3 separate regions of the Mus musculus genome follow, and all the other regions are linked to region 2. A link is a contact called in public promoter capture Hi-C data. All regions are on one chromosome and are shown on one strand. The core of a region is the stretch at or near the end of the contact, and the rest is flanking DNA. Distances in the headings are between cores, read along the strand shown. Region 1 holds the start of Stk25 (serine/threonine kinase 25 (yeast)). Region 2 holds the start of Cops8 (COP9 signalosome subunit 8). Region 3 holds the start of Dtymk (deoxythymidylate kinase).

The links. Promoter capture Hi-C pulls out the DNA fragments that hold promoters and counts their contacts.
Region 1: a promoter capture Hi-C map of pre-B cells shows a contact between it and region 2. The contact joins the promoter of Stk25 here to the promoter of Cops8 in region 2. A contact is called at or near these places in 1 of 39 promoter capture datasets (pre-B cells) and 1 of 484 Hi-C or Micro-C datasets (CD4 T cells).
Region 3: a promoter capture Hi-C map of pre-B cells shows a contact between it and region 2, with 4 times the contacts expected there. The contact joins the promoter of Dtymk here to the promoter of Cops8 in region 2. A contact is called at or near these places in 1 of 39 promoter capture datasets (pre-B cells) and 1 of 484 Hi-C or Micro-C datasets (CD4 T cells).

The regions. Positions count from the first base shown.
Region 1 is chr1:93,634,303-93,637,335 of GRCm38.p6, reverse strand. Stk25 (serine/threonine kinase 25 (yeast)) reads left to right here and starts at 1,609. Exons shown (of 12, transcript NM_021537.3): 1 at 1,609-1,789; 2 at 1,953-2,038. The coding sequence starts at 2,009.
Region 2 is chr1:90,602,134-90,605,006 of GRCm38.p6, reverse strand. It overlaps Cops8 (COP9 signalosome subunit 8), which reads right to left and starts at 1,582. Exons shown (of 8, transcript NM_133805.3): 1 at 1,380-1,582; 2 at 562-632. The coding sequence starts at 1,457.
Region 3 is chr1:93,800,526-93,803,571 of GRCm38.p6, reverse strand. Dtymk (deoxythymidylate kinase) reads left to right here and starts at 1,638. Exons shown (of 5, transcript NM_001105667.1): 1 at 1,638-1,874; 2 at 2,662-2,770. The coding sequence starts at 1,745.

The DNA.
Region 1 (3,033 bases), core at 360-2,859, 3.0 Mb before region 2:
TAAACCAATACGAAGTTTAATCTCATGAGTAGGGCTTTTCACATGAAGTCTGATGGTTCATATGGATAACCCCAGCATTTGGGAGGCAGAGGCAGAGGCAGAGGCAGAGGCAGAGGCAGAGGCAGAGGCAGAGGCAGAGGCAGAGGCAGAGGCAGAGGCAGAGGCAGAGGCAGAGGCAGAGGCAGAGGCAGAGGCAGAGGCAGAGGCAGAGGCAGAGGCAGAACTGCTGTGAATTTGAGGCCAAAAAGGGCCACATAGAGAGTTTTAAGCCAGCCTAGGCTACAGAATGAGGTCCTGTCTTAAAAATCAAAAATAAAGGCCTACAGAGATTCCTCAATCATTAAGAATTCTTGTTGCTCTTCCAGAGGACCAGAATTTAGTTCTAGCACCCATGCCATTCAGCATATGACCCTCTGCAACTCCAGATCCAGGCCTTTTCAGATCTCAGTAGGTTCCTGTTCACATTTAACATACACATATATGTACATAAATAAGTCTTAATAGAGTTGGCCTTGCCTAATTTCAGACTTTTCTATAGGAGGGATAGGTAGGCTGAAGGCCATCCTACAGATGATCTTTTTCAGGGGCAATAAAAATATTTGCCCCTATTGTTGATGCCTTGGGGCGGGGGAGGGGAGGAAACCAAGGTGCTTCAGGATCCAGGGCAGGGCTGTTTGCTGGAAGTCTATTTTCTTCTGGGGAAAAACACAGCAAAGAAAACCTAATCAACATGTAGTAAAATTTGGCGGTTAAAGAATCTGATGCAAGGTCTTGCATGCAAGGTTTAAGGTTCCAGGATGGTGCCCAGGAAGAAAATCCACCAGAGAACAGAAACAACAAGCCTTTATGAGTTGGGGAGTAGGGACATTATGGTGGTTTGCACTGAGCCGTCATAGGAATGGACACAGTATGGAGCCAAATCTCCCTCCCGTGGAACACTAGGAGACTGCATAGAAGTGGACATTGCTGACTAGTCACTCATACTGAATTCACAGGATGAAAGGCATCTTCCAACCTTTGGAAATCCCCGCTGGACCACACAACTCTTCCCAGCGCCAGGTCATGTCCTGGGGACCTACGATTAAACCTTTTCAGATAGGGAAACTGAGGCAGGAGAGAAGCACTTGTCCAACAATGGGCGACTTTTCTAAGGGCGCGCGTGGGCGTACTCCTTGTGTGTGTGTGTTGCTAAGCGCAGACAAGAAGGTCACACTGCGGTTAAAGCTGGAGCACCAGGATATGAGGGTAATGTGGGTTCGCACTCCAGGCACACAGTATGGGTCTCAGAAGCTTGGCAAACAGAACTGGGAAAATGAGAGGAGGGCTGAAAAAAAAAGAGAAAAAAAAGCCTAGAAAACGTCAAGGCAACTGCGCACGCGCTGCACCCGTCACCGCGCGGCCTGACAGGAGGGGCAGCCCAGCTCGGGCATATCTCAAGGTTCGGATCCAATCTGTGGCGCATTTGTGCCTCTCCACTGACCGCCCACCGCAAGTTCTCCTGGGACTTGTAGTCTGTCGCCATCAGGGCCCCGGAGCACTTGCGTAACACCTCATCCTACCGCGCAGCCTGCTGGGACTTGTAGTCTCAATTTTGCGTGCCCGGGGTACGGGGCGGGCTGCGGGACTCCTAGTCCCACAGAGCTTCGCGCTCGCCACGACGCCCTGCTCAGAGCCGCTGCCTCCACCTCACGGGCTGGGAGGCCTGGGCGTTCCGGGAGACCGAATTGCGGTGTGAGCCGCCGTGGGGACTGCGAAGCGGGCCCGGAGTCCGAGATGGAGCCGCCCGGAGGTGGGCGCTGCCAGCGGGCCTCGCCTGAATGTTGGGGAGGCCGGGCACGCCCTGAGGGCGGGTCGGGGGCCCTGGGCGCGGGACCGGAGGTCGCGGGTGGAGGGACGCCACGGAACGGGTCCCCCTGGCCACTGTTGACCGAGCGGCCTGCGGTTTCTCGCAGGTGCTTGAGGCGAGCGGGCGGAGCGGCTGCGACGGACTGGTCACGTCAGCGGGGACATGGCTCACCTCCGGGGCTTCGCGCACCAGGTGAGTGTGGGCGTCGGCGTGCCCCGAGTCCGTGGTTCGCTGTGGAGCGGATTTGTCCACTTGAGGCGGGAGAGGGGCGGAGGCCGTCTGCCTCGGGGCGCGTCTTGGGGCCGTTGGAACTCTGGCCTGTGCCGAGCCAGCGCCTGCGGAAGACGTGAGCCCCAGGGAACGTCTGCGGGGCGAGCGCTTCTGCTCGGGAGCTGCTGGGGGCAGGTGCAGGAACCTGCCCTGGGCACAACCTGCTTGACCCAGGCTCGGAGCACCTTCCCAGAAGATGGACTCCACCTTCCTTGGCTAACGGGATGGAACCCCGACACGGGACCGCACAGGAGATGAGGGCTGCGTAGGGTCAGAGGGTTCGGTGGTTTGCTCTCTGGACCCCCTTTCTCGCCTTTATTTTATTTGTGGTGTTGTTATTTCAGAGCAATATGACAGACAGCTAGTGAAGTGGAATGAGCTGCCTTGGCGGCTGATTTTCCTCTGGCTTTAGCTGTGGGATTTGCGTTTTAAGGGCTTGGTTTAGATAGGCTTAGGCTTGACAGTTGCACAGTGAAGGAATCAGTTCCTGAGGACAGTGCAGCCGCTCACCCCACCCCACCCTGACCCCCCTTCTCCCTGCATCCTTGAGAACTGGTTGTGTAGACAGGAAGCATGTCCGTCCGCTGCTTGTGGGCAGGAATTGGAGGCAGGGCTCCTTGGAGGAAACCAAACCAGCCTGGAAGACTACTCACAGCTGTTGGGGAGGGCTTTTGGCCCAGCTGTCACAGATGGGATCCCGAGCTTGCTAACTGATGCTGAATTAAGCTAACACATTTTTAATACATTTTGACATTTCGCCTCTAATTATATAACATACTAAGAGAGAGAGAAAAAAAATCTGCCTCTAGTTTATTTTTAAGAGACTTAAGCTTAGCTTATGAAGGTCCCAGGATGACAAATTGGAGCTATGAATTGCGAAGGAGTACAGTAATGATGGCTAGGGGACCTTTCTCAAA
Region 2 (2,873 bases), core at 333-2,832:
TATTCTCTAGCCCTCTCAAGCTCCTGCCTCCCACCCAGGAAGACTAATTCAAACATGTCTACCTCCCCTGGTTCTCCCAGTGTTCCTTCCCAGCCCCAGCTTTTTTGCTCCTACTGAGTACATATACAGTTGCTTTGGTTTTATTTGTTTGTTTGTTTAGATAGGGTTTCTCTGTGTAGCCCTGGCTGTACTGGAGCTGGACCTATAGACCAGACTGACCTCAAACTCAGAGATCTGCCTGCCTCTGGCTCCCAAGTGGGAGGATTAAAGGTGTGCGCCACCACCCAGTTTCTGAGTAAATATAAGTAAAAAGAAAAAAAAAACATGATTTTTTTTTTAAACTCCATTGGTTCTTGATGCTAATTTCTCACAAGAACTTACCATGTTTTTAGGTGTATGTAAGACATACACGACAAGAAAAATATCGAGCTTATTTATTCTTAATTATGACAAAAAGGGAAACAGATATAACAGGATTACAGTAAAAGACACCTATCTGCTGCATGTACTCCTGCATCATCTCAAGGAAGCTTTTCGTTTTAGGTAAAAGGTGCTACTTACATGTCGTTCTGGAGCAAGTACAAAGCTAGAAGCTGACCGTACACTGGCGGTGTGGCAATTCCTCCAGGAGCCTAGAGAGCGAAAAAAGAGGGGAAAGCCTCACTTCCTAATACACTTTCAGAAAAGAGAAAATGAAAACTTAAAAAGTAAGTTTTCCAGCACTACTATAGATGCAGAAAAATGCTTAGGGAAGTATCAAAGGTTAAAACCTGAGTTTAGATCTGTTGTGAGCTGTCATTTATCTGCAGTTGGATATCAGTTTCTTTCCATAGTCACAAATATGTAAGTGACATTACCTCGGAAGGTCAGGTCTCAAATTAAAAAAAAGGGGGGGGGGACTACTTCCAACAGGTTCTTAATGCACTATTTTTCTGGCCGTTATCTTAAAAGCTTAAGTAAGCTTAAGACAGAAGACTACCAAAAGGTAGTTATAGAGGCCTGTCTCTCTTCAATCTTTATTCATTCAGCAAGGTCTGCTAAAGGCTCATCCGCAAGCTGCTGCTGTCTCCTTTAGTCCGTGAGCCCCCGCCCTCCCTTTTTTTTTTCCTTTTTCTTTCTTTTTTATTTTTATTTTTTATTTTTGGGGTTTTCATAGTTCAAGCTGGCTTCGAATTCACCGGCAATCCTCTCGCCTCCGCCTGACGTGTGCCCACCGGAGTCCTGTGCCACTGCGCCCAGCCTATTTAGCGAACTTAACTTAACGTTACAAATGGAAGCAGCATCTCTTGATGAACCCGGAGTGTGCGCCCCGCAGGCCGCGGCCCGGCCCGTTACCCTGGAAACGGCGCCCACCCGACCGCCCCACCCTGCGGCGCTACCTCGAGTTCCTGGTTCTCGCACTGATCCAACAGCTTTCTGAAACTGAAGGCGTTGTCCGCCATCACCGCCACTGGCATCTTCCCGGCCGCTCTCGCCGCCACCACCTCTGCCAGACCAAAGCACAAGCTGGCCCTCGGGGCGTCGCGCCCGCGATGAGGTAAAGGAGCTGCCTCTCAGTACGCATGGGCGAGCGTGTCGTCACTTCCCGAGCGACGCCGTAGCGGAATACAAGGGCGGCGAGCGCTCTGCCCCAACGTCTCGGTGCTCTGGAGGACCCGCCCCAGGCTAGGACGAACCGGCTTTCTGAGTCAGAGCCCTGCGATCCGGAAGGGTTCGGCTGCGGCTCGGATTATCCGCACGGGGAAATGATAACGGGACTACATTTTTCCACAACCAAAGTTGCCGTGGGAGAACAGTAAAACCGTTGGACCTCCACGTGTTTCGAGAGCGCTGAACTGTACTTCTTCTAAGCTAAAGTGTTACATACAAGTCCAAGAAACTCCAAACCTGAAACTCTTCTTGGTTTGGGTTATGCACACACCCCTCTTCTAACAATTCACTTAGCAGCCTGACTCTCACCTACACCTACTATGCGCACGCGCACGCGCACACACACACACACACACACACACACACACACACACACCTTTTTCTGAAAAAAAAAAAAAAAAAATCACCTAGCAATTGTCAGCAAACCAGGACCCCTGTTCACAACCTGCATGGAACTGCATGCAGACAAACCCTCTCCAAGTAATGGGATAAGTTTCTTCGCTCTCTGCGGACCATCGAACAGATTCTATTCAGTAATAATCCAGTTAGGTGCATTATGAGGCCAGGAGGTCTGATCTAGCCTGAATTGGTTTTAGGTGCCTGCCCAGGAGGGTGAACCATGTCTTCTAAGTGAATTTGCTGAGAGAAACTCCTATTTACTGTCTTCTGCCTGTGCGTGCTTGTGAACGCTTTTGATTAAAATCAAATACATTTTAATAATAAAATTATTTAATAAAATTCAATAATTTTACATATTGAGACATGCACAATAGAAAAGGGAGGTAACATAACTAAATTGTTTTTTCTGTTTTTGTTTTGTTTTTGGTGTGTGTGTGTGTGTGTGTGTGTGTTTTGGTTTTTCGAGACAGGGTTTCTCTGTATGGCCCTGGCTGTCCTGGAACTCACCCTGTAGACCAGGCTGGCCTCTGCCTCCCAAGTGCTTGGATTAAAGGCTTGTGCCACCACTGTCCGGCAAAATTTTTCAATCAAAACAGAATGCAGTGCTCCTTAGCAATAAGACTCCTCTCAAAGCTCATAAAAACCCCAAACAGTAATTGGGGCTCTAGAGTATGCTGGCTCATGTGGCCAGCGGTCACTCTTGACAGCATATTTCTTTCTGATCTGTAGTATGGCTTTGCTTTTGCATAAAGTTTCCTTGCTACTTTGCAAACCTGGGTGCCTGAATTTCAGTTCTGGGCATGAGAGGTAAAAACACCCAGCCA
Region 3 (3,046 bases), core at 389-2,888, 3.2 Mb before region 2:
GCTCTTTGTGGCTGTCTGGTCCCGAGGGGGGCGTGCCCACGCTGGACCTCGGTTGCTTTGACTCGCACTTCGTGAAGAAGCCACGCACCCCTCGATGCCTGCAAAAATACATTTTACATTCCTACGGCAACTCTGTTACAGTTAATGAAACAATATAACTAAAATCCAGGGTTTACCAGAGTCCACTCTTGGTGGGCTCTAATATTTCTGAGAAGTATTAAGTATCCCCCTTATAGCATCCTGAAGAATATTTTTCACTGCCTTTAATTCTTTTGGTCTATTACAATAGCGCGCGCACACACACACACGCATACTTGTAACCAATAAACGTTTTAGAGTCTCTGTAGTATTGCTTTGCTAACATGCCATGTAGTTGCATTTTACAGTACACAGTCTTTTCAGACTGGCTGCATTTATCATTATACAGTTCAGGTTCCTCCATGTCCTAGTAAGTAACTGATAATTCACTTTTTACTTCAAAATTATTTCACTGTGTAATTACCAGTTTATCAGTTTGCGTGTTGGAGGACATCTTAGCTGCTTCCATATTTAGGCAAATGTGGCTAGAGCTGATACAATCATTTGTGTGCAGACATAGTTTCCAACCCATTTGGGTAAATATTGACTTCATGTTAAAAGTAGAGTGCTTTCTTGAGAAACAGCCAAGCTATCTTCCACACCGTTTTTGCCTTCTCCTCTGCACTGACAGTCTCCTTCGCTCCACGTCCTCACCAGCATGATGAAGGGTTAGAATTGTAGATTTGGGCTATTCTCGAAGAGGTGAAATTATCTTAATTCATGATTCCTAACAATATGTTTGTGTTGCACATTTTTACATATGTGTCTGGCATCTGTGTCACTTCTTTGGGTGTTAGTTCAAATGTTTGCATAAACCTTGATCTACCTCCCAAATGTTGGGTTTATAGGCTATGTCACTCACTATATCCAATTTATTCTGTGCTGGGTATGGAATCTTTGTTCATTAGGCAAAACATAACCCAGCCCAGCCTTTGACTGCGGATCCTTTTTTCTCTTCCTCTAGAGTACTGTTGTTTGGGTTTTTGAGCCTGGGTCTCACAATGTATCCCTGGCTGGCCTGAAACTATGTAAGTGGCCTCAGACTCACAGAGATTTGCCCGCCTCCTGCTCATGTATTTTCCCTGACTTTATTTTGTCTGTAAAAACACTGCTAGGGGGAAAGGAATTTAAAAGGGGGGGGGGTGGTTTCAATTCTGCCCACGCTGCAAATAAACCCATTTCCTTCCACCAACTTACACTAAAACGACAAGGAAAATTCCTGAGCGGTTCGAAAATGCTGCAGAAAGTACATCTTGGGGGTCGATGTTCCTATCCTTAACTCCTTTCAGAGCCTGATCATCACATGGCTCCTGTACGCGCGCAGGTGTGTGTGTGATAAGAAACTTTTAGAACCCTTCAGTAGCGCGCTTAGGGGCATAAAAATTTGATTCCGTTACAGGTCTCGAACTTCCACGTGACCAGAGCCTGCGCAACCACAGTCCTTAAGATTGGTGCTCTTCGGGAGCGGCGAACGGAAGTTCCGCGAGTTGGCGCTCGCTAAACTGCAGACTCCCGGGCCTAGATTACGTCACGTCCGGAAGCTGTTCCCCGCAGGCCACAGAATTCGTTTTCCAACCGGAAGAGGGCAGGGCTTCCGTGCACGCCGGGCTTCTGCTGCATCTAACATTGGCGGGAACCTGGCAAGTTGACCGGTGCTGTGCGGGCGATGGCGTCGCGTCGGGGAGCGCTCATCGTGCTGGAGGGTGTGGACCGTGCTGGCAAGACCACGCAGGGCCTCAAGCTGGTGACCGCGCTGTGCGCCTCGGGCCACAGAGCGGAGCTGCTGCGTTTCCCCGGTGCGCGGGTGGGCCTGGAGAATTCCCTCACTCTCTCTTTGGGTTGTAGTCTTAGTATCTTTAAAAGCTTTTAGAACATCTATTTATTTATTATTGTGCATGCGTGTGCTGGCTAGTCTATGTCAGTTTGACTCAAGCTACCTCAATTGAGAAAACTGGCCCCACCAGATTGGCCAGCAGACAAGCCTGGAAGACATTTTCTTCATTGGTCATTGATTTGGGAGGGCCCGGCTGGTGGAGATGGCTTAGTTAATAAAATACAGGCTGAAATGAGAGCCTGGGTTTAGTTTCCCAGGTTAAAAAAAAAAAAAACCTAGTACGGTTGCTTATCCAACCGCTGGAGAGGTGAGACGGACTCGTTCCTGGGACTTGTGAGCCAGCCAGTTCAGCCAAAACTGAGCTTCAGGTAGAAGCTCCTCTCTGAAAACACAAGGTGGAAAAGTACTGAAAAGGGAACATAAGGTTGACTTTTGGCCTTGCGCCCTGTACACTGGACACCAACCCCTGATCCTACAAATTAAGTAGGTTGGGAATTGGAACAACCACTTTGCAGGATATTTTAATTTTCAAACCAACCAGTCAAAAGTCTTACAAGTACTTTTGAAATCAAGACTTGCACGTACATTACTTCCTTTTCTCGGGGAGACTTCTTTGGCTTCAGAGATGGTCCAAAGCTGTCTGGAGGTTGAAAGTTAGGTGTAGGTGCAAGGAGAGAACTTAAGTGCAAACCCCTGTAGACTTCAGGTGAAGAGTCTGACTTCAGTCGAGTGTATCTTTGTCTTTCTAGAAAGATCAACGGAAATCGGCAAGCTTCTGAATTCCTACTTGGAAAAGAAAACGGAACTAGAGGATCACTCCGTGCACCTGCTCTTCTCTGCAAACCGCTGGGAACAAGTGTAAAGACCTGCGTCGTTGCTCCCCGGTTGTAACATGCACACTTTTGTGTGTGGCAAGGGTGCGAGCACCTGTGTGTGGCATGTGTGCAAACACCCGCACGTCGAGACCAGAGGCCAGCTTGGGAGGTTTCCTCTACCCTACCATTCGACGCCGTATTTGAGATAAAAAAATCGACGTATTTGAGATAAAAAATCGTCGTATTTGAGATAAAAAATCGCCGTATTTGAGATAAAACATCGTCGTATTTGACCATCGTATTTAACCACATCCGGCTT